Linked DNA regions of Danio rerio: regions 2, 3 and 4 are each linked to region 1. A link is a contact called in public HiCAR-type and HiChIP or PLAC-seq data. All regions are on one chromosome and are shown on one strand. The core of a region is the stretch at or near the end of the contact, and the rest is flanking DNA. Distances in the headings are between cores, read along the strand shown. Region 1 overlaps ankrd11 (ankyrin repeat domain 11). Region 2 holds the start of ankrd11 (ankyrin repeat domain 11). Region 3 overlaps ankrd11 (ankyrin repeat domain 11). Region 4 overlaps ankrd11 (ankyrin repeat domain 11).

Region 1 (6,196 bases), core at 1,818-4,317:
TATAGACATTAAAAATATGTGGCTTTGAAATAAAATTATTTTGTGTTATTTTTGGCAAGCAAAATACAAATTCTATTTAGTGTTTAGCTTCGTATAAGTCTAAAATTTCATTTATAATGGTCTTAAAAGGGTCTTAAAGTCTTAAATTTTACTTGATAAAACCTGCAGAAACCGTGCAAAATACATTGACCAAAAAAAAAAAAATTTGATCTGATTCGGTTCCTCTAGTAGGGTGTCCACAGGGTCCTAAAAAGTTTTAAAATGTCTTAAATCCTAAAAGCTAAATTTTAGGCCTTAAAAAGTCTTACATTTACTGAAATATTGTGTTGTAGGTCTTAAATCTTTTTTTATTACTAGTTTTAAATTTCCTTGTAATTAGTTTTTTTCTTAATTTTATTATTATTGTAGAAAGCTATGTTTTGTTCTATTCTTGGTAAGGATTATGGAGTGTGTGAATAAATATATTTAAGAAATAATACAAATTTTTTTAAATAAAGCAATTAGACGTTTATAATGGTTTAGTTATCTTATAACTTAATATATTTAAAATGTGTTTTGGTATTTTGCAAGTGTATTGATTGTGTTGCTCCCAGTGTTTGTGTCTAGTGCAATAAAATTTGATCCGTCTTAACAACAAAGGCTGCTTTGTAGACTGCTTTGTGGGTTAAAAAGAATTGTTGTCATGTTGCCACCACACGGCTTTGCATTTTAGACTGGGTGTAAAAGGAAATGTGATGTCATCGTTTACATTTACTTAATGGGTCTGTTTTTTGTTCTGTTGGAACAATTAAACGTTTCATTACTGTGTTTTTTTTTAAATGGGCAAAACAAATTATATATTATTTCAATTAGATTTTGTTTGTTCATGGGATTTGAGTGCTTTTGAAAATTGATATTAAATCTTTATAATGGTTTAGTTATCTTATAATTTAATATATTTAAAATGTTCTTTGGTATTTTACAAGTGTATTAATTGTGTTTCTCCTAGTGTTTGTGTCTAGTGCAATTAAAATTGATCCGTCTTAACAACAAAGGTTGCTTTGTAGACTGTTAAAGAATTTTTGTCATGTTGCCGCTACATTGCTTTGCACTTTAGACCGAGTGTTTTGAAGAAATGTGATGTCATCATGTACATTTATTTATTGGGTCTGTTTTTTTTGTTCTGTGGAACAATGACAAGTTTAATAACTATGTATTTTTTTAAAACTTATTACAATGCTTGTTCATTTACTACAATTTGAGCTGTAGGGCAGTGGTCCCCAATCTTTTTATCATCGCGGACCGGTCAACCATCAAACGTTTTTTCCGAGGATGACAAGCTGACAATACATTGCTGCAACTCTGATACAAGTTTTACTTGTAAAGAAAATGTCTGCACTGTTTGTGTGTTCTGTTTTGTCTGAGATAACAAGTCTGCTGAATTGTGTATATACAATGCAAAGTATGAAGCTGATTGGTCAGTTCTTGTGCACCCGGAGCATTTATTCAACTGAGTGTGTCTGCCAAGCTACGCACCTCCATTGAAAATAACAAACTTGTGGAAACTCCTGAAAAGACACGATATGCGAATGCCCCTAAAAGGCTGCCATCATTTGCAATCTCCAGCAATCGATCTTCAAGGACAGACATGTTGAATTCACCTGACTTGTTGACAAATGGGTTGCAGATCCATTCCTTGGCAGTTTGCAGGTCTTTCACTGGGCCTTTTCCTCTTAGCAAAGAAACTTTCCAAACGCGTTTGTTTCTTACTCATTTTGCTGCTTGTGGGTTAAATTTTGCCATTCAAATGACAGAGATGTAAGCAAGTGAATACCGTATTTTTTTCCAAAATAAAAGATTGTTCAAACTTAGATAATAATTAAAACTGAAATAAATAACGATTTCTTGTGCAGCCTGGTACCAATTGATCCACAGACTGGTACCAGTTCATGGCCTGGTGGTTAAGGACCACTGCTTTAGGGTTCTTTTGAGGCAGGGTTGCAATGATTAGTGCATAATTCCGCTGTTTTACATATATATACATATATATATATATATATATATATATATATATATATATATATATATATATATATATATGTTTCTCTTATTTATAACGAATCATTGTTTTGCATATATACAATGCAATGCTTTTTAGTAATGATCCTGGGCTTATTCATGAATATAATTGTTTTGTTTCAAGGTATCAGATTATGGAAGCATAAGCATGAAAATATGCAAAATGAAAAACATTCTGCAGTTCACTTTACTTTTAATACAATAAGTGAGGATGAAAAGCTTGATCCTGACATCAGAGGACTTTTATATTACTGTACCATAGTCATTACATTCTATTTTAGAACACAAAAGTACAAGCTCTGCGTTTTTCAGTTCCCTTCATCCGGCCTTTATAAACATGTTTAGGCTGCTGCTGCTGCTCATGTTCTTCAAGATTTGGATCACAGGAATGCATCTAAATGGCAAGAGCGTGTGTGTTCAAAAGGTTGGGGTACATTACATGTAATTGTTTACAGGTGTTAGCGAATATTTATCAGCCCCAACCGTGAAGAATAATTCCTGGAAAAATCCCGTTACTGGAAGCATTTGTCTGGCTTCCTCTACCTACAAATTATGCTTGTGGCCTTGAGCAAATCACAACGTCGAAACGGCAAGCCAGCTAGTAGATCTTCTATAGATTAGACAATTGCAGAAATCTAGATGACAGGACTGCTGTACCTCATTGGGTTTTTATTGGCGTTAGGAATGCCCGTGAGACATTTGGGCATGTTTGCATAGTTTGAGGCTTGGGGGGTTATATTAGAATCTGGCAAACACTAAGACGGCTATCCTACTGTAAGTCGATAGCAAGGCCGAGACTTGTGCAGTGAGTAGGACATGTGCATTGTGGCGCGGATATGTTGACAATGACATACTGAGAATAATTGATGGGCATTTCTGTGAAGAGCAGCTGCTTTTGTCCAAATGCAGTGGTGACCTTGTCTCTGCCACATTGAAATGTGAACACCGGCCATTTTGTAATCGGTGACAGGCTGCCAAGTCATAGCCTTAAAGAAACACGTGCACACACACACACACTAGACTGGCAGTGATGGGCCCCTCCCTCCCCATAAGGCTAATATCAAACTATGGCTGGTGCCACCAGAGGGCTTTCACATAGGCCGAACAGCTGGGAATTCACCAAAGGTTTCACTTGACCTTCAGGCTACTAAGAATGGCATAGATGGGATGCACTTAATTGCACATTAACTTGAGCTAGCGTACATACAAGGTCACACAACTGAGTAAAAAGGAGTTTGTCTGTTCAAAAGCATTTCTGAGGCTGGTTTGCGAATTAACATGCCCGTTTTCTTCTCAACAGAAAAACAAGGTCCAGAGCGGAAGCGCATTAAAAAAGAGCCCACTAACACCAGGAAGTCAGGCCTGCCGTTTGGGATGGGCATGCCAGGGATCCGGGCCGGGTACCCACTCTCAGAGCGGCAGCAGGTGGCTCTTCTCATGCAGATGACGGCGGAGGAGTCCGTAAACAGTCCAGGTGCGTGTTTGTCATGAGCGCCACGTCTCGGGGGGCCACAAGTAGGAGGGGGGCCCGGCGGCTTCAGTAGCTTCCACTGTCCCCGCAGCACTCTTACGCTATGCATCATTTAAAAACACACCACAGCACTTAATTAGAATTCAATTAAACAAGATAACCCTCATCAATTTCCATTACTTCAGCGAAATGAACCTCTGCAATCTTAATCCACTGTTTTTCATCAGCCCTCTAGAACTGTTGATAGAGCAGCAAGGGACTTGAAAGTACTGTTCCAAAATAAATTTCTGATTCAGATTTGATTGGATTTGCGCCTGTGGTATCGCAATCTAACGTTGCAGCTTGTGAGGGAAAACAAAACTTCTAATGGCTATTGAGTTTTCCTGGGCTAGAGCATTTGTAATAAGTGCTATATCTATCTCTAGTAAGTATGTGTCTATTAGATTTGTCAAATTTAGTTATTCTTCCACTAATAGTTAAACAGATTTATTTTTTCCAAAACAAAAGGATACTGGAAATGCCAAAGAAAAATACAGCCCCACCCCTGCAGAGCTCTTTTGCATGCCAGCTATTGTTGTGCAGTCTTGTGCTTGTTCTGTATTGAAGCATCTCAAAAAAAGTCATCTAATGATTTTCATGTTGTTGCTAATATATTTTTCATGTTTGCTAAAAGAATAGTTGGTTTATTTAATGCAGTAAAAATTCGTTTATGACAGTATTAACCAAATACAAACAGTGAAAATCTGTTAAAATTGCTTAATTCAGTCCAAGATGTGAAACAGGAAGAAGGTGCAATTTGACGCAGGCAAAAGTTATCCGTTTAAAATGTTTGTGCAAGACTGCCATCTAGAGGTTGTACAAAGCTCAGTTACTTGCTTTAACTCTGTTTTTAATTGTCATTGGTTCTCACGTTTTTTCTTGAAGGCCCAAATGCAGGTTAATACCTCTACTCTACAGATGTATTGATGACAAAACTACTTAATTTAAGGAAACAGCTTTCAGCAGTTTGAAGAATGGCCCTTTTTTAAGGATCCATTAGTATTTGTATAGTTGTGAAAACAGACTTGAAAAAATTACAGGTTTCTGTTAGAACCCAGGTTCTTAAAAAATGAGTTTTAGTGGTGGATAAATGAAAGATAATAAGACTTGGCCTAACTACGATGTACTTCAAAACAGAAATACAATGTACTTAATGTGTTCATAATGTATTACAGAACACTTCTGGTGATATTCAGGTGGGATACAGGTAGGTTTAGGGAATGCTTTGGTGGTATGGGTAGGTTTAAGGGTGGTTTAAAGTGTAAGGGATTGTCAACAATGTAATTATAAATGTAATTACCAATAGTATCTGGATGCAGCCTTTATGATGCAAGCTGAGATTGCATCTCTCAAAGATGCAAGTATTTAATCAAGTATAAGTACAATGTTAAAACGTGTATTAACACAATAAGTACATTGTAATGAGTACATATACGTTATGGCCACTTACCCTTTTATTTAAAGCTACTTACGATTGAAGACAGATAAAGCAACAATGTGCAAGTGCTGTGACAAATCAAACAGTCCAATAGTGTTTCATGTGAAATTATTCTTAATGATCATGTTTAACTTTTGCCTCTAGTGGCCATTATTAAAATATGTTTTTGTAAGTAACCTAAATTAATAACTGATATTTGTGTTCAGACACAACACCAAAGCACCAGTCACAGTCAAGTCTGGGTCAGAAGGGAACGCCAAACTCTGCCTCAAAAACCAAAGACAAAGTTAACAAGAGGAACGAGAGGGGTGAGACAAGGTTGCACCGGGCAGCCATTCGTGGAGAGGCACGCCGCATAAAGGAGCTCATCAATGAGGGGGCTGACGTGAATGTAAAAGACTTTGCAGGTAAGTGCAGCTTTCAGAGATCAGTTTCAGAGATCAGTTGCTTTTTTTCCATCGTTTCATGTTGATGTGTGCTGTTAATATCGAATAGGACAGAATGATATAGATTATTGCAGTTTGGAACTATTTGAAATGCACATGAAATTCTTCCAGTAATGTAGGAATGCTTTTTATTTTAGGCTGGACCGCACTACATGAGGCTTGTAACAGAGGGTATTATGATGTGGCCAAACAGCTGCTGGCAGCCGGGGCCGAGGTTAACACCAAGGGCCTGGATGACGACACGCCTCTACATGATGCATCTAACAATGGCCATCTCAAAGTAAGTGACTCAGAAATTATACATTACATTTTTTTACACAAGATAGCACACAATTTTAGGACCTTGTTTTTATTGATTATGTCACACCTACATTCTGGTTTTGTAGGTAGTGAAGCTGCTGTTACGATATGGAGGTGATCCTTGTCAAAGCAACAGAAGAGGAGAGACTCCGTTAAAAGTGGCAAATTCACAAACAATGCTTAATTTGTTGTTGGGGAAAATCACCTACTCCTCCAGTGAGGAGAGTTCCTCTGGTATGTATCATGAAGTGCATCTGTTTGCATGTATTCCAGAAAGTGCTTAACAGGAAATGTTACTAATAAAAGTTCTTGTGCTTCTCAGCAGATTCTTCTGAAGAGGAAGATTCCCCATCGTTTGCCCCATCTAGCTCTGTCGATGGCAATAATACGGACTCAGAGTTTGAGAAGGGCTTAAAATTAAAAGGGAAGGGCATGGACCCACCC
Region 2 (6,196 bases), core at 1,600-4,099, 190 kb before region 1:
GAGTTTGAAATTATTTGTTTTTCAGTAGAACACTGTAAAGTAAAATAAACAAACAAATAATTATAATATTTACCAAATCACCTAACAAAAAATAATTACAATACTTTTAATGTACAACAATCTGCATTAAAGTTCTCAAAAAAAAAACAATCTTATTATCTTATTATGAAAAATGTTTCATGCTTTTAAAACTTTTTTTGTGTTGTTAAATGAACTTGATGGGCTACTTCTACAAATCAAATCAAATCACTTTTATAGTCACATCAGCAGCAGCACATGTGCTATGATGAGTGGAAAGCTTAGGTGCTGGCTCCAGACAGTGCAAAATACAGACAGTGCAAATACAACGACAGTGCAAAATACAGACAGTGCAAATACAACGACAGTGCAAATACAACGACAGTGCAAAATACAGACAGTGCAAATACAACGACAGTGCAAAATACAGACAGTGCAAATACAACGACAGTGCAAAATACAGACAGTGCAAATACAACGACAGTGCAAAATACAGACAGTGCAAATACAACAACAGTACAAATACAACGACAGTGCAAAATACACAGTGCAAAAAAAATGACAGTGCAAAATACAGACAGTGCAAATAAAATGGCAGTGCAAAATACAGACAGTGCAACATACAGACAGTGCAACATACAGACAGTACAAATACAACGATTATGCAAAATACAACAGCATACTCCCAAAAAAAAACAGGACAATGTAAAATTGTCAGCGATATGTACAATGAATAGTTGTCCACATAGTGGTAGGCAGTATTGTTTCTAGTATGGATTGGTTAAAGTGCAGTGCATGCTGCACTTTGACCAATCCAAGAGATATTAATTTTGTGTTCTAAATGTAGGCATGACACAAGGTTTATTTCTCATTTACTGAATGCTGGATGAAGCTGTGTTATTTAAATCAGCAGGAAAGACAGAAGAAGAAAAAAACACTTGTTAAATTGCTGTTTTTTATATTTATTAATAAAACTGAGAGTGAGTTTATAAAACCATGAATGATTTCTAAGTGATTTGTTGCAGTTGAAAAGCATTGGTTATGATAGTTTTTAGATGTTTTTTTTAACCTTAAAACACTTTTTAACATTTATTATTATATAAAATTATTCTTTGTATTGACACTTAATTATTCATTCATTCATTTTCATTTAGCTTAGTTCCTTTATTCATCAGGGGTTGCCCCAGCGAAATGAACCGCCAACTCATCCAGCATAAGTTTTGCACAGCAAATGCCCTTCCAACTGCAACCCAGTACTGGGAAACATCCATACACACTCGTTTACACACAAACTCATACACTACGGCCAATTTAGCTTATTCAATTCACCAATAGCACGTCTTTGGACTGTGGTGGAAACCGGTGTCCTGACATTCACCCATCAGATTATGCTATACCAACACTGTATTTGAATGGTTCTGAGGTTGGGGTTAGGGATTAGTGCGGTAGTACAGCTTCATATTACACTACTCCACATTAAAATTTACACTGGTAGCAAAATCTGATGGGTAGAATATTGCATCATCAAAATAACTTTTTGAATGGGAGGTACGGCAATCTGATATAGGAAAAATCACCAGAATACCAGAGCACATAGAGGAAACACAAATAAATATATGTAGATAGATATAATATAATAATATAATATATTGAATATTAATGTGATATATTGAATAATATGATGTATTGTTGATATTTTATTTAATTATATATAAATATCTTTTTTTTTTTTTTTTTTTTGCTACTACTATTTACGGTGTGTACTGTTTTTTTTTTGTATACATGTATGTTACTTTATAACTGCTTTGGCAATACATTTGTAACAATTGTCATGCCAATAAAGCAATTTTTGAATTGAATTGAGAGAGAGAGAGAGAGAGAGAGAGAGAGAGAGAGAGAGAGAGAGAGAGAGAGAGAGTGCAGAAGTAAAGAATGTAATGTAAAGAATGATGTAAAGAAGCAATGCCATTACATGGTCATCTTCCTCCAGGATTGAAATTAAAATCAAAGAATACTTTTATAAATATATATATTTTTTATTTATATAGAACGAACTAATAAATAAACAGATCAAATCACAAAGTCCATAAAATGTAACTAATCTGATAAAGAGCATTTTAAAGTGCAATATTATCTAATTATGTTTACCTAACTTTGGAATTAGATTACATAAACCAGATTATATGTAATCAGTTACTACCTGGCATGGATTATGGCACGGATGTTGGGATTATGTCAGAGAGTACAGTTCCTATCTCTTTACAACAGAGGGAGCTCTTGCGTTATTCTGCTCCGCGGAAATCTGTGTCACAAGCCTAGCTTGCGGCTCGTGACGTCAAAAGCGAAATTAAAAGCAAAATCTACAGCAGCACGTACACCAAACAAACAATAGTCAGTGGAAGCATGCTGTGCTTTAGCTGATGAACTCGCGATCCATAATCGGCAAAATGTTAAATTCTTAAAAAAAAAACGGTGGATAAGATAAATGGCTGCAATAAATGACCTTTTAGCTCAGCTAAAATAAAGATGGGAGAATTCGACATCTATGTTCACGCGGTACCCTTAAAACCACACTCGGTCAACTTTCCTCATAAACCAACATAGGTTCTCCATTTTCCTCTCAACCAAATGGAGCTCGCAAAAATATGCCACCGTGCCCGCCATTACGGCTCGAAACCGCCAGAGAAAACGATGTGGAAGCCTCCTTCGGAAGAGCCACAATGGCGCCAGTTGCACCGTTGAAACGGGAAACAACAGTGACCGCCCATACGCGTCAGCCTATCACATTCCGCGTATGAACTCCCCGCGTCCGCTTTTCGTCAGCGCGAGTCAAAGGCCGATCGCAACGGTTCGGAAGGAGTCGGACGTGGAGGATTAACTTGAAGCGGAATTTTATTTTTGCACCTCAAATAAAGCCAAACCTGCAAGCTTAGTGTTACTGAGACCCGTTGACTTATAATGGGACGAATGGAGAATTTATAACCTCTTCTCTTACCAGTCTATCGGAGCTCTGAGAGATTTTAATCACCATCGCATTTTGGAGGAGGTAATCAGCGATTAGCTTAGCACGCTGGCGCGAGCGCGGACTGAAATGAGCGTCGCGCGCCTCGGATGTTCCCGCATCGGAGTTTGCTGAAGCAGAAGGCCTCAAATGGGAAAAACAAGCATCGGGAGGGAATACCAAGTATAATTTTGTAGATGTAGCTCACGTTTTGGAGTAGGTAAGCATTTGTAAATCCCTCTACGCTTTTTAAGAATCATTTTCGAGTCGGAAAAACGCATGCACGTCCATCCAGGCGTCGACTTTCACGGTTAGCCCGCTAACGGCTTTAGCCCCGTTGCTAACGGGAGTTTGTTTCCCTCCCCCACCCTGAAGTCGAGGAAATGTTGGCGTATTGCTGAATATTTATGTTATTTAAGGCAAAAATTTGCGCATTTCTTCCTCCCTATGTTTAGCGTGGGTCTACAGTTGGTAGTGTTTATAAGAAATGGAGGTGAGCGTGTGAAGCTAGAGAAATGAAAATAATCCTCGTCATGTTGTCGTTCTCTCTCTCTCTGGGAATCGGATATGACCAGACGGGCTCAGCTGCCCTGCAGAAATCAGCCACTGGGATGGGCAGCCTAATATATGTATGTTTCAAGGGCACTCGTGAGAGACTGCACGTTGATTTTTATGTGCTGGAGAAGTGGCTGGGATTAAGAGATCCAGAATAAATAACAATTTGAGTTGGGTTATCAGTGCACCATTCACATTATAAATATTAGATCACTGCAACACTGTTATGATGATAAAATGTGTTTTATGAGGTTAGATTTTATATAATGGCAGGCAGTGTTCATTCAGATTTGTTTTGGCTTTCAATTGGGACCTTTTATAATGTGACTTGCATGGGAAAACACGTATTTTCAGAATATAAGACATGAGTGCTTATTAAAGCTGTTCCTATGCAAGAGTTGGCCTGATTCACTATACAAGGAACTGCTTTCTCAATGCACGCTTAGTTAATGTTGATTGGATAAAATGCAGTGTTGGATTTGTCCTGAAAACACATTTTGTGAAGGCTGCATGTGGATGTGACTAGTTACTTGTTTAGATGTTATGTGCTGTGATTGTTTACTTCAGAAAGGAGTTGCTTTGAAGCAAGGCCTTTGCAATACTAGATTAGATGCGATCTGAAATGTACAGCAAGAGAAAATGTGTGAAAGTTTGTGATGAAGTAAACAGAGCTGGTGCAGTGGAAGAACACTGCGGCGGTGTTGGGGCGTTAGCACACTCTCTCTTTCCCTTTCCACATACTCTGCTGCTACTTTACATCCCTCCCTTTCCTCACTTTTGTTTATTTCTACCCAGCACAACTTATACGCAGGAGTGTTGCAACACACTCTTCCTGTTTCAGCTCTTGTAGACTTTTCCAGAAGGAGGTTTAAGATCACTAATCAGGATTTAGCTGAAGTATGATGATCTGTAGGTGTTCGTTTGAGGTTGTCAGGCCTGTTTGTCTGCCCCATTCTTGTGCTGTGTGAGTTGTGCTCATTGTTTGGTGGATAGGGGAAATGGGCTTTGCTTGGGGTGTGGGGTCAGGAATGCTGTTACTGAGATTTTCTGAAAGCCTTCCCTTTCATTGACGGCAGTCATACTCAACCTTAATTATTTGCTCTCTCTGTGCACCCTTTTGAGTGCTATTTCTGTGCAGTTTACTCAGAATATCGTGTCTTCAACACTTTGAGTGCCTTAAGGGTGCAGAGCAAATGTTACTTAAGCCATGACTGTGCTGTTATAAATGTCAGCAGTTTTGGCGTGAAAGGATTTTTGTAGCTTCGAAGAAATAACATGTTTTGCTTGGTCATCATGAGAATTATGACATTTATTTTTGACTGGGGATGCCTTTTTTGTCTTAATTTTTTTTTGCAAAAAATTTTAGCAATTGTTGGAGTACGTTGGCCTAGTTGGTGATTTTAGGATCCCCACACCAATGGAAAATCTTAAAAATATCAATGTTGTTGTGGTCTTATCTTAAGGCTGATTTATACTTCTGTGTGAAGCGCACACGTATAGTTCGATATAGCTGCATAGCCCTCGCTGTGGCTGATGTGCACCGCTCGAAAAATGTAACCACACGCCGCTACAACGCGAAGCGCAAGCTCCGTGATTGGTCAGCTTTGTAGCTATGAGGAGTGTGGGCAGCGCTGAGAGTTGCTAGCTTGATTGTTTACATGTGTCTAGTTCTCTGAAGGAGCTCCAGATGGAAACTTTTGTTTTTTGTTTACCTTATAATTAAAGTTGTTGCATGTTTGTCGGTTCCCGCCTCTGAATGAACGAGTTTTAGCTATTTAAAGTGTGCAGAAAAAACAATACACCCATGAGGAAACTACACTGAGGAACATAAAAGCCTACTGCGAGCGCTTCGGAAGTGTTTTTGCAGAGCAACACAAACAGCACGAAGAAGTAAAAATTCATGACTACCCACATGGCAGACGCGGTGGGTCACGCCGATCTCTCCACGCAGAAGTATCAATCAGCCTTCATGCTGATTTTTCAAATAGCATTGCATAAACTTTCAGTGTTCTGAATGCAAATGGAGACCAGATATGCGTTACTGTTTCTACCAGGTATTAACATTAATCAAATAAATGAGACTGTTGCTCCAAGTCAACACTTGAAACAAATAACAGTGTTTTGACTTAAGCAAACCTTTTTGCCTGTTTTTTTTTTTTTTCATGAACCTAGCATAGAAACATGCTAGGAAACATGATGAAATCGCAGAGTTACTACTAACAGACTTTCCACAGGTTAGTAGTAAGCTAATGTAATTTTAATAGCATAATGCAAATCTTGCATTCATGCTAACAAACAAATAAACAAAATAAATATATTAATGCAATTCAAATATGTAAACTATAAATTGATGTTTACTTTTAACTTATTATAAATATATGATTATGATATTTTTTGTCATAATTTTGTGGCTAAAAAGTATCTATTCAGGCATTGTTTTGTCACCGATACCATTTTAAAAGTATTGATTTAGCAATGGTAAGGAAATAACCCCAAACAATACCCAATCCTATTCATAATGAACATGGAGAGTTGCGCATTTTTTCTATAGCTCCAATAAATGACTCCTAACAGCGTGAGTGCTGGAAGAATAAGGACAAACATTTACGATGTTGGTGACAG
Region 3 (6,196 bases), core at 2,009-4,508, 170 kb before region 1:
GAAAGCCAGTCCTAAGTGGTAACTAAAATACTTTGCAAAGAAGAGATTAATCAAACAGAGCAGAGGTATTTAACTGCTTTTATTGATTCAATCTAATAAATGTTGACTAATATAATAAATAATGACTAATAAATGCAACTACAGAATTGAATTATGATTTGAAAAAACTTAAATGGAGTTTTAAGGTGTAAAGTCCACCCAGTTGTTCCAATGAAGGTGTCTCATGAATGGTTTATTGCCTGTTCGGTCTTTCCAGTACACAGTGTTGATTTACTTCAAATTTAACTCATATCTGACTCCAGTTTGAATATGAGGTGTTTTAAAATATTAATATATTTATCTTTCGTTTTATCTGACTCCAATCATAAAACATTAAGAAGATATCAATGTATATTTAGATAAATCTTTGAACCTTTAACTTCACTCGTAATTATTACATTTGTTCATTCGGGTGTAATGTCACTTAGAGAAATTGCCCCGGCCGATGGTGTCCCTCATGGTCACACTCTTGTCAGTCTTTTGATGATTCTTTTATTTTGTCAGTATTTTATATATTAAACAGAGGGAGATGACTACTACTTTTAGATGCCCGCTCCCATGCTTGCGCATTCTAAAGTATTTTTGATTAGTTTTCCTTGGATGTACATCCTTGAGTAAAGACAATATCATTTCCGATCAGTGGTTAGGGTCATTATTATAAATTTAACTGACTACTGTACTCTATAATAATTTTGGTTTAGCCAAGCCCATGGTTTCCCATATACACCTAATTTAGAATAACATTACTTTCAAACAAGGGTCGGGTACCGTATCTAGGTTAGTCGTGCAACTCCTTGTTGTCCTAGACGGAAGTTAACGCCCTTTCCACCTAAGTACACTTAAATCAATATCACGAGTCAGTCGGATCCCTAAAATATAATTAGTGTGCCCAATCTCAACTGTATTTACGTCCGTCTACTGACCTTATACAGGAAGTGTGTAAACAAGGATACAACGTAATGTACTAGAATTCATAATTATAGAGTAAGCTAAATATGTTTAAACAAAACAATATTAGTCAGGTAAAAAATTATTATACCAATTATTCATTCAATTTATAAACAAGACATCAAATTCTCAAAGATAAATCCAAGATCAGAAAATGCAGATCTGACTTTAAAATATACATAGCATGGAACATGGAGCGCCACACTATGGGCTCATCTAGTTATATAATCACTCAGAACATTTAAAACTTCCCCTTAATGCCCCATTCACACGGGGCTTCAGCGTCAACGCTTGACTGAAGGCGTGTCTGAAGTTGGGGCTGAAGCGATGGTCATAGAAGCGTCAGCCAATGAAATTCAGTCAGCAATAGGCCACAGTCTGAGCTGGTGTATTTGGATACATTGATCTGATTGACTGACGCTTCCGTCGGCACTTGAAAAGTTGAGCTAGTCCCAACTTCTGCAGCGAGCAACGCCTCTGAAGCGGCGCCAACGGATCCACAATGCAGTTCGGCAACGCCTGATGTCACCCATTCAAAGTGAATGGGAAGTGTTGACGCTGACGCCCCGTGTGAATGGGGCCTAAGTTGTACATTCAAGAGTCTCCTCGAGGAAAGTGGCGTGTAGAATAACAAAAGGCATTTGCATTTAGCGGAAGAGTTTCTGCCTATAGGAAAGGCAAACCCTTCGCAGTGGTTCAAAAGATACCTGAAGTTATATTTATTGTTTTGATTATGTCTATTTCTGAGGGATCGAGACCACTGTACTAGTCCCACTGAGACAATTCAAATGATATAAAACATGATAGATAAAGTCACTTGGGTTGATCTAGAACATTCATAGTTTAAAATGACCATTCTGTGTGAGTACAGTATGTAGAGAATGTGTGTGAACAGGGAAAGTGGGCATGCTTCAATTGTAAATAAAGGAAAGGAGAGGAGCAGGTTTTTCCCGCATTCCCACCTGCTGGATTGTAGAGCTGATAGTCTCTGTTTTCAGCTCATGTTTGAATTTTCAAAGACATCAAAATATTTGTGGTATTTCAAGTCTTACAGAGGTCTTTAGGGTGAGACGTGTTATTACATGTGGGATTTTCATGAGCTTTCAGATCAGTAGCAGTTTAGAGCCATAGTTAACTGAGAAGTGATGCAAACAGCTGTCAAAGCGACAAATGGTTCTATTTGATATGAGGATTGTGATGATTAAATCTTCTGCAATTTTAATTTATTTATTGTGTGTAGCTTGTGTGAACTATGGCTCTGTGTAATGGAAGAACTGCACCATCTGAAAGCAGATGCTGAAAATGTACTTCTTACAGAGCTGGTTTTACTGGCAAATTGTGCATGAGAATCTCCCTACCTAGGGCTGCTCGATATTGGAAAAATTAAACATTGCAATATTTATTTATTTTGCGATGTATATTGCAATATGTTTGCAATTTCACTAAATGTACTCAATATCTTTATTTGTAAATAATTGATCATGTTAGATTGGGATGATTCTGTAGTGGGAGTGTATCTACATAAAATCTAATAAACCGTCTATAAACTTTTTAGGGTTCCCTGACACATTTTTGTTGTTGTCTGTGCTACTTGCAGTGCGTTTCTGTATTTGCATGTGTTGTGAGTATTTTCATGCACATGTTTAGTCAGACATTGATAAATTAATGTCTACTATCTTCATAAAATCTCATAAACAATCCTTAAACTTTTTGGGGTCCCCAACAGATTTTCACTGTTGTTTGTGCTATTTGCCATGCATTTCTGTATTTGCGTGTGTTGTGAGTATTTACATGCACAACAATCTATAAATACAATCAAGAAAAGATACAATTGAAATAAAGTTGTTTTTATTGTTTTCAGAGTCTAATAGTATTCAAGTACAGTAACTGAATGATGAAAATACAATTAATTCAATAAAATTAAGCTCCCAAATGGTACAATTCATTATTCCTGAATGCTTTTAAGGTCATTACACAATGACACGGACATCAAAAACACATGCAAATGATAAATTCTAAAACAAACTCAACATTGCATATATTCTGCAATGTCTATTGCAAATGATCACATTGCTACATCAATCCTGTAACGGTGTATTGTGCAGCCCTATCTCTACCTTTGTTATTTATAATGACTGCACATGATATTGCAGAAATTCTTCTTTGTTGTTGTTGTTTTGTAAGAGGTGAGGTATTTTTTTCCATTGCTCTGTGTAAAGGACAGGTTTGGTAAGGTTGTCATTCTAAACCCCGAGGGCCCTTTGCTGCTGGTTTGCAGCAATAGTCTGAGATTGTTTTGAAGCCAAATACTTGTGAGTTTTTGGTGCAGCAGCATACAGCCAGTCCGTGATTACATGGCTTTGTTTTACAGTATCAGCATGCTGCTGTGCCCATCTGCTGTCTTAACAGCCATTGGGTGAGCCTCAGACTTGAACACTCAGCCTGATGCTGCTGCTACATTTTTCAAGGAATAGTTCTCCTGAAAATTTACATGGCCATTTTAACCTTGTTGCCTAATTATTTTATATATATATTTTTTTTTTTACAAAAAGCAGTGATAGTGTAAATAAAGACTTTTCATAAATGTTCTAAAAGAGTCAAAGTTGCTGTGCATTGCTAAAAGATTCACCTTTGTCCAGTTTCTGCGTTTATTATTGTTACGATTATATATACTACTCAAAATCTTTTTTTTTACACCACTCTGGAATGGTTTATTCTAATTGGTCAATCACAGCATTCCAAGCTTTGTTATTCCCAGATAACAATCCATTAAACTAATGACACAGGTTCATTCATGTTTTATAAATCATCATAAGCATTGTGTATTTATTATGACTTGAACTTAAGAGTTAATATATTTGAAATGGACTAAATTGCAGCTTGTCTTTCCAAATGTAAAAATTACAAATATTTTAATACATGACAAACACATTGTAGTCGTTTGCAATTTACATTTACGTTTTGAGTAGTAATAATAATAAGAATAGTAAAAATAATAAAGTTAATATGTATTTAAGTATAGAATTATGTGTACTTAGGTTTTGCTTAATCACTGAAAGCAAAAAGTGCAACAGATTGCATTTGATATTAATTAAAACTATTTTATTTTTGTTCAATTAAGTTAAAATACAGTGTTTACATACTATTAAGTACTCTGGAGAAGTTGAAGTTGCAAACCTCTTTCACACTGCAATTTGTTTAGCAGCTTTTTTGGTTCAAGCAGCACATCATTATATCAAACTTTATAGAATGCTTTTAAAATGTAATTTGTTTTGGTGATTTAGCAGCAAACATGTCAACATTTGCCCTCAATTTATACACTATAAAGGAATACCTAGTTGACACTATACATTTAACATTCTAATTTTGATATTGTTATTTTTTATATATATGTTATTTTATGAAAAATTCAAAATAGCTTAAGTGATACAATTGTTAATTTCAGACTGAATGTGACACATTTAGAAAAAAAAAAACACACATTTGATAGTTGACCATTGTAAAAATCGTGAAATGCAGCAGTTGCTGATCTAGAAGTGTTTCCTGGTGGTGTGCCTTTGAGATATGCAGAATGCTGGACATCACAGGCATGCACACACTCCCTGAGACGCACTAATCTTAGAGCAGCCTGAATTCTATGCTCTACTACTGTAACTACATCACACTCAGACTGAAGGCCTCATGCTTCTACTCATTTGCCAAACAGAAGTCAAATTCAAGCTGCGCTTTATGATTATTCAAGTAGCCGTGTGTGCATCTGAACACACCCAAGACAATTCAACATGCTAATGTGTGCAAGGAAAAAAAAATAATAAAGACTTGGAATTAAATTGGTGATCAATATACCAGTCTGTCAGGGAACTGGTTTTTGAGACTGTTGCCATCAATAGCTATTTGAGTAATTACAAGAAATGGTTACGATGAAATGAGTCTGCTGTTTGTTTTCTGTTGTGACTTTAGTTAAGGCTGGGCGTTTTGGCCTAAAATAAAGATCTCCGTTAATGAGACAGTTTAACTTGATTATGATTAATGAACAATTATTTAATTTATTTATTTATTTAATTTGTTTGCCCTCATAGTTCAGGGACAGGCTTTGTACAGTAAATATGCTCACATATTAGTGCGAGATTTTTGAATGTAGGGTGAATTACTTGATTTTAAAATAATTATTAAACACACTGTCTACTATCAATGATTATTTATTGAACATCAACGCTAAAAAACTAAAATTAAAACAAACACTGCCTAAAACGTGGCTCTCTGTTGCCTACCCTCATCACCGCCACCAAACCGAACAATCACAAAGCTTGCAGTACGCGTCGTTGTGATGTGTGCGTACATTTTTTTAAAGAGGTGTGCAACTATGCAAAGGCTGTGCTGGACTATACATGTGCGCTTGGCAGAAGTATAAAATCAGAATAATATAATAAGCATAAATCATAATATAATAAGTTTAAATTTGAGCGGGGTCATGCGACTTCACACAAGGTGGGGAAATAATGGAAAAACTAAATCTGGAAAAGTTTGATTAATTATAGGTCCTGTCTTAGTGCTGGTCAATTAATCGAAAAGTAATCCAAATCGACATTCACAAGCTATAATCGATTTCATTTTTCCAGTTCAATTTTTTCAATTATTTTCCCTACCACATGTGAAGTCACATGACCCTACTCCATTACGTTATTCCATCAACATGTCGAGCACAGATGACTTTAACACTGAGACAACTGAGAGCAACAAGAGCAGTCTATACCACAGAAGAATACATGTTTACTGAACAAAAATTGTCAGCAAAATATTTTTTAATAAATAAATAATTAAATAAATAAACAAAATACTAGTTCAATAATCGTAATCGAGTGAAAATCGAGATTTAGATTTTAGGACAAATCACCCAGCCCTATTCTGAATGTCGATTTCGATTTCTTTTTTCAATTAATCACCCTGCTCTAACTTCAGTGTAGTACTTGATTATGATTGGTCAACAATAATATGCTAAATGATGTTAATCACTGTTATTACTAATGGTTAGCTGATGTTTTGATATATTAAATATCAGCTTTAGCTGCTTAGTTTTTTGTTAAATGGTTTTAATGTAAATAAGATTGTTCCATCTACTGTTCTTTGTTTGGACACTATAGAAGATCCAGTTTAAAGTAATTTTTGCAGGAAGTTCTTCAGCACTAAAGCAGTTTCAGCACAAATCAAC
Region 4 (6,196 bases), core at 2,052-4,551, 130 kb before region 1:
TCATTTTCTTACAAACCAAGTAAACTTTAGTTTACTGTAATGGCTGACTTTTGTTAGTATAACTGGGAATGGGGTGCTAGTGTACACTACCTGACAAAAGTCTTGTCGTCAATCTCAGTTTTAAGAGGAACAAATTGATCATTTGGGAAAAGTGACAGAAGGTCAATTTTTCTGAATCATCTGTTGAACTGCATCTCAATCATTACAAATACTGCAGAAGACCTATTGCACCCCGCATGAACCCAAGATTCTCACAGAAATCAGTCAAGTTTAGTGAAAGGAAAAAAATCATGGTTTGGGGTTACATTCAGTATGGGTGCGTGCGAAAGAGTGGATGGCAACATCAACGACATGAGGTATCAAGACATTTGTGGGCAAACTCTTCAGCAGGATAGCGCTCCTCATACTTCAGCCTCCACTTCAAAGTTTCTGAAAGCAAAGAAGGTTGTGGTGATCCAGGATGGATCAGCCAAGTCTCCTGATATGAACATTATTTAGCATGTCAGCGGTAAGATGGAGAAGGAGGCATTGAAGTTGAATCCAAAGACTCTTGATGAACTCTGGGAGTCTTGCAAGAACACTTTCTTTGCCATTCCAGATGACTTTATTAATAAGTGATTTGAGTCATTGCAGAGATGTATGGATGCAGTCCTCCAAGCTCACAAGAGTCATGCACAATATTCATTCTTTTTCCACTGCAGCATGACTTTATATTATATACGGTACATTACAGCCAGGTCAGACCTTACTGCCCTAATAAAATAATTTAAAATTAAAGCATGATTATATTTTATTTTGGTAAAATAATCGTAATCTAGAGACCTTTGCCTTTCATATAAGTCATGTCTGATACCACATGATTAACTAAGTCAACTTATTTGTTTTTCCTAAAATTTGGATAGGTGACAAGACTTTTGTCAGTTAGTGTAGTGTAACTGAGTATTTATTTCAGCTTCAGCAAGCTCTGCTGCTGCCTTACTGATGTGTGATCACTGAAGCAGCTTTCACTGGGTGAGTTCAAAACTTTCAGCGCCTTCAGCCTTCTGCATTGTGGTGTTACAGTTTACAACTCCCTGTCCCACAACACTTGGTCTGTCCATTTATCCAGAGTTTACAGTGGCTGATTTCACAGTTAGTGGTGTAAACTCCTTGCATGTTTAAGGTTTTATCAGTTTAAATATGCGGCAAGAGACGTTAGATAATGCAACGCTTGCACACTACTTGTGTGTGTCTCAGTGTTCAGATGTTAAGGTTTTCTCTTGATTATGAGTCGCATTGGACAGAGGTACTATTCAAACTAAATAGCTGGGTTTCTTATTGAGAGGTGGCCCATAACCACATACTGATAATCTGTATTATTAACATGACACAATTCAATAGTTATATTCAATGCGTGTAGGTATACTATTCTCAATAAATTGTTTTACAAATGTATAAAAGTCAAATGATACACAACTGACTAGAAGCACTTGCACTCGCATGTTATTTGTCCCCCTATCAAAAAGGAAGATGGTTTGATCCGGTGGTCCAGCACTGTTTTGTCACACTTGTTGAAGAAAAGGGTTCTTGCACTGTAAACTTGAATGGCCTATGGTACGTTGGTACAAATTAAGTCATTAAATGTTTTGAATGTTGCAATCTTACTGGCCATTCACACAGGGTGTCAGTGTCAACAATTCCCATTCACTTTGAATTGGTGATGTCAGGCGTTGTTGAACTGCATTGTGGATCCGTCAGCGCCACTTCAGAGGCGTTAATCGCTGCAAAAGTTGGGACTTTCTCAACTTTTCAAGCAGCGATGGAAGCGTCAGCCAATCAGAACGCTGTATGCAAATACACCAGCTCAGACTGTGTCTTATTGCTGACTAATTTCACTGGCTGACGCTGCTATGACAATTGCATCAGCCCAACTTCAGACGCCCTCTGTCAAGCTTTGACGCTGAAGCCCCGTGTGAATGGGGCGTGAGAGTACGGAAATATACTCATCGTCAGGCGGCTAATTTCCTCAGTCTGCTCAAGATGCCAGAGTTTTCTAGAAATTACTTGTATCACAGATTGTATGGTGTGTTTTCTGAATTTCTGAGCAGAATTTGTCACAATTTTTGTGCCATTTCAGTAAATATATACACACATTTACATATCTTAATACTTAACATTACATTTCTTACCTGAAGAACCGTTGATTTCTGTAATTTATATAAATGAGAGCAATTGGTCCAAATTTTTGTACAAAGGTCTTGTTTTGATTTTTTATTTTTTTTTTACCTCATGCAATCTCCTTATGCAATTTTGCAGTTCACCAAGCTTGAACTTTTGAATACAGCGAAATGTGAAACTTGTCGCACAAGCTTGTGTTTCTGGTCTGCCACTTTCGTATACATACAAATGAAAGTCTATGGGGCGAAAAATATAGTGTGACCGCAACTTAAGGCTATTTTGTTTGCTTATTAAAATGTTATCAAATATTATTAAAAGTACAGAGCTGTTCTGAGGAATATGCACCTTAAATGACTTCTATTGTGATCTTCTGCTTGTAAATCAGATGAAATAACTTAACTGTCAAGGGGGTGGATGATGCCATTGCAGGTTTTAATGTAATGCAAAGAAAACCATGCCAGATTTATAAAAATGACTAAAATGCCATAATTAAACTATATCTGTAAAACCAGTCCTAAAACTTGTTTAGTTAACACTTTAGTTTAGGTCACAATTCATGCTATTAACTACTGGCTTATCACCTCCTTATTATTAAGATATTTACTGTTCATTAGTAGTTATAAAGGATTATTTTATAAGGCATTTCTAATCCTACACAAAACCTAAGCTCAACTTCTACCTTACTAACGATTAATAAACAAATAATTAGTAGTTATTAAGCTAGAAGTGCTAGTTAATGGTTTGTTAATATCGTGAATTGTGACGTAAACCAAAGTGTTACCCTTATTAATTTCAACGACATCCCAAGCTCAAGAAGATTCATTAAAACTAATTGTTGAAAACAGACTTGTTCCTGGTTATGGCTTTCCTTCTTCTCTGCATATCCTTTTGAGGGATCCTAGTGTAGCAGGCTGATGGATGATGTTTATTTTTACCAAGGTAACTGCTTTGTGCCATATTTCAGTGCATTTTATGAACCTATAATTACAGAGTAGCTCAGAGTTTGCAGAAGAAGCTGTTATTGAGGAAAGGGGCAGGACCAACTATATTTGTCTAGATTTAAACTAGTGGCCCAGGAATAAATGGAGCAAAGTACTTTTGCTCGTTTCAAGTGAGGGGGTGTTTACGGAAGGCGTCTTAAAAGGCCCTGCAGCAAGTAACTCCATATGCTCTCATGCTTTGTATTTCTCTTATACATGCAAAAAGCCTCACATATATTGCACTGACTGTAAAGCTTTGGTGTCAGTTTTTTTTGATATTTGGCGGTAGAGCTGCCGTATTGATTTTGCATATTGATGTTTGCATCCGCACTAGTCACACCGCGAAGATATGTAGTGTTGAGTTGATTTTGCAGTGTAATTTTTACATTTACATATACAAAACCCTAATGCATGCACAGTTTATTTTACTTTCATCTTTGTTTTATTTATCTATGCTCGTAGTTTGTTTATGACTTTATGCATGATTCACTCCCTTACAGAGTTATCCCAGTCAATCAAAATAAATACATTCTGTAACACTTTAGGGACTAATTCTTACTATTTGCTCTCAGCTAGTTGCTTTTTAGCATGCATGTTATTGAGATATTGGCTGTTTATTAGTATTTTTATAAAGGATGTGTTCTGTATGGTTATTCTACATTCCTGATCCTACCCAATACCTAAACTACATTAATAACTCTTAATAAGGAGCAAAGTAGGAGTTTATTAAAGCAGAATTAAAAATGGTTTGCAGTGTTTCCTCTAAGATTTTTTCCAGCTGTGGCGGCAGGTCTTTTTTGCACAGATCTACCAACTACCTGTGGTGTTATTTCAATGACAAATGTTGTGTGCGCAGTATTACAAGTTAAGATCGCATTTAAGTATTAGCCTATGTGCATGCAAATCTCTTTGCTTGCGCACAGATTTCCTCTGCTTGTGCACAAAACTTCTTGCACGCCCTCAAATATACGCTGCTCAAGCGCAGATCTTTTTGTGCGCTCTCAAATAAACGCTGCTGAAGTGCAATTTAGTGCGTTTATGTAACAAGTATGTCTCCAACATTTATTAGATTTGCTAGGAATACTTATGAATGTGTCCAATAGACCTACAGAGCGGTATTAATGCGTCCTCAAGGAAAGTGAAACGGCTATGCGTCCTGCTTGCTGGCATCACTCACCAGTCAGTCAGTCAGTCAGTCAGTCTGCACGTAACCTTAAAGGGTTAAACAAACGATGCACAGCACTACTACGGTTGCAGAAAAGTTTGTGCTTTTATAAATCATTTATCTTTTCTACGTTTTGGAGTGATTATCACCCGCTAATAAAAGAAACACTGCTGAATATTTTGAATGAAAAGCTGTAATGTAGCCGTGGCGGAATCAATTTTGTCGTGGCGCCCCACAATGGAAGAATGAATGTAGTGGAAACCATGGTTTGCTAAGAGTGAGAACTAAACCTTAAAATAAAGTGAACAAAAATTATTTTCAAGTATAACAAAGTAAATGGCAAAATATGTAGCAGAAAAACAAAATATCACAATGTCAGATCTTTCCAATATCGTGCAGTCCTATTTTACGCGAATATAAGCTATTCAAATGCCAACCCTTTCCTATTTTCATCCACATTTTGACATGAGCAAATCAGTTTGAGCAAATGCAGACAACGATTAATATTTATAACCTCATCGGATTGTCAGAAGTAGTTGTAGGTCTTATTGTTTTCATTAAAATTGTTTAAGGAATTACTTGTGTGTAATTGTGAACTAGGTTATGATACTATGGTAGTATCATGATACTATGGCTCCAAAATACTAGTGGTGCCACTGTAGTTTGTAAATCGTAGTATCGTCAATAATGTTCCATCTACAATACATAATGTTGCAAGTGCAAAAGTCATTAAAATGCACACATTTGTGCAACAATAGACCATTTTATTTGGATAGTCTCTGGAGCTCTTTAAGGTTGCAAACAGTCTAGAATTTACGCCTTTTATGGGAGCCTAATGTATGTTTTCTGACGCTTCAGTTCAAATCTGTGTCTGTTCATTTCTGCTCCTGTCAATATAATTTATTAGCTACAAAAACACTGACAATCTTTTAAATGTGTGATTCACAAAGTTAAATTTTAAATCACTATGGATTTTTACCCGATAAAACTGAAAAAATAAAGAATAGACACTAGTAACATTGAAACAATTTTGACTATTTCATGAACCCCAGTTTAGTTGAAAAACTGCTCGTTTTGTATCTAACTGATTTGGTATAATTTGTATCTTTATTTTAGTGTATTTTGGTTGGTCAGTTATCTACAAAATAAACAAAAAGAAGGATTACCTTTTAGGTGAAGTGATGTGCAAATACTTTTTTTTAATAATAAGGAAATCATTAATTCAATTCAAGTAGACCTATTATAACATATAAACTGTAATATTTCTGACCACTACTTGGTACCACGATACTTCAGCAGGTATAGTATCGTAACATGAATTAGTGGTATCACGACAACCCTAGTGTGAGCTAGACTTTACCATGTATGGTTGAGTAATAGTGACCATTTCATGCCAGAATGGATTTTTTTCTTGCATATAATGTTTGTGCTTTAGCTTATGACTTTATTATTTACCTCACATTTTTAACCTTTGTCTTTTCAAACAGCTAGTTTTAACCAGGACTGCTTGTTTTGCCTGCTTTGGTTGTTTTCAGCTTGACTGTCAGGATGTGGCAAGTTGGCAGGTTCGTTTTCTGTAGTACTTTTTGTTTCCTTTGCTGGAAAGATTTATGAAAGCATCCTCTTTTGCGTGCCCATTTGACTGGTGATTTAAAGGGTTTTAGCCCTCCTCAGGCCTAGAGTTTCCTTTTCGAGTCAACGGAGCATGACTCAAAAAGGACAAGAGACATCCAGAGACACTGCCCCACCATCTAATAAGCACAGTAAACTGCTCTGGGGAAACTTCAGATGATGAACTACTATAGTTCCACCTGATCTCACACAAATTTAACGTTTTTAATTTCATGTTTGTGATGTTGGGTTAAGCCAGGGTCAGTTTATTTGTTTAGAAGTA

What was found. HiCAR-type assays count read pairs that join an accessible place to other places. HiChIP or PLAC-seq counts read pairs in DNA pulled down with a chosen protein or histone mark.
Region 2: a contact with region 1 is called in an H3K4me3 HiChIP or PLAC-seq map of pancreas, with 10 times the contacts expected there. The contact joins the promoter of ankrd11 here to the enhancer-like site in region 1. A contact is called at or near these places in 9 of 18 Hi-C or Micro-C datasets (caudal fin, embryo, fibroblasts and 3 more) and 4 of 4 datasets of contacts at active chromatin or transcription factors (caudal fin, embryo, gastrula embryo and 1 more).
Region 3: a HiCAR-type map of caudal fin shows a contact between it and region 1, with 6 times the contacts expected there. The contact joins two enhancer-like sites. A contact is called at or near these places in 1 of 18 Hi-C or Micro-C datasets (embryo) and 1 of 4 datasets of contacts at active chromatin or transcription factors (caudal fin).
Region 4: a contact with region 1 is called in a HiCAR-type map of caudal fin, with 5 times the contacts expected there. The contact joins two enhancer-like sites.

What each region holds. Positions count from the first base shown.
Region 1 is chr7:57,371,039-57,377,234 of GRCz12tu, forward strand. ankrd11 (ankyrin repeat domain 11) reads left to right here. Exons shown (of 13, transcript XM_068222739.2): 5 at 3,359-3,532; 6 at 5,213-5,413; 7 at 5,590-5,732; 8 at 5,839-5,986; 9 at 6,078-6,196. Among named protein-coding and RNA genes, the nearest start is that of slc22a31, 35 kb to the right of the region's middle. Within about 2 kb of position 3,068, at least 14 of the 62 cell types and tissues checked have an H3K27ac peak or open chromatin away from gene starts, as enhancers often do. A contact at or near this core is called in caudal fin, pancreas and skeletal muscle, where this site is marked.
Region 2 is chr7:57,181,379-57,187,574 of GRCz12tu, forward strand. ankrd11 (ankyrin repeat domain 11) reads left to right here and starts at 2,850. Exons shown (of 13, transcript XM_068222739.2): 1 at 2,850-3,235.
Region 3 is chr7:57,198,268-57,204,463 of GRCz12tu, forward strand. The region is part of intron 1 of ankrd11 (ankyrin repeat domain 11); the gene reads left to right. Among named protein-coding and RNA genes, the nearest start is that of ankrd11, 17 kb to the left of the region's middle. Within about 2 kb of position 3,259, at least 6 of the 62 cell types and tissues checked have an H3K27ac peak or open chromatin away from gene starts, as enhancers often do. A contact at or near this core is called in caudal fin, where this site is marked.
Region 4 is chr7:57,238,915-57,245,110 of GRCz12tu, forward strand. The region is part of intron 1 of ankrd11 (ankyrin repeat domain 11); the gene reads left to right. Among named protein-coding and RNA genes, the nearest start is that of ankrd11, 58 kb to the left of the region's middle. Within about 2 kb of position 3,302, at least 1 of the 62 cell types and tissues checked has an H3K27ac peak or open chromatin away from gene starts, as enhancers often do. A contact at or near this core is called in caudal fin, where this site is marked.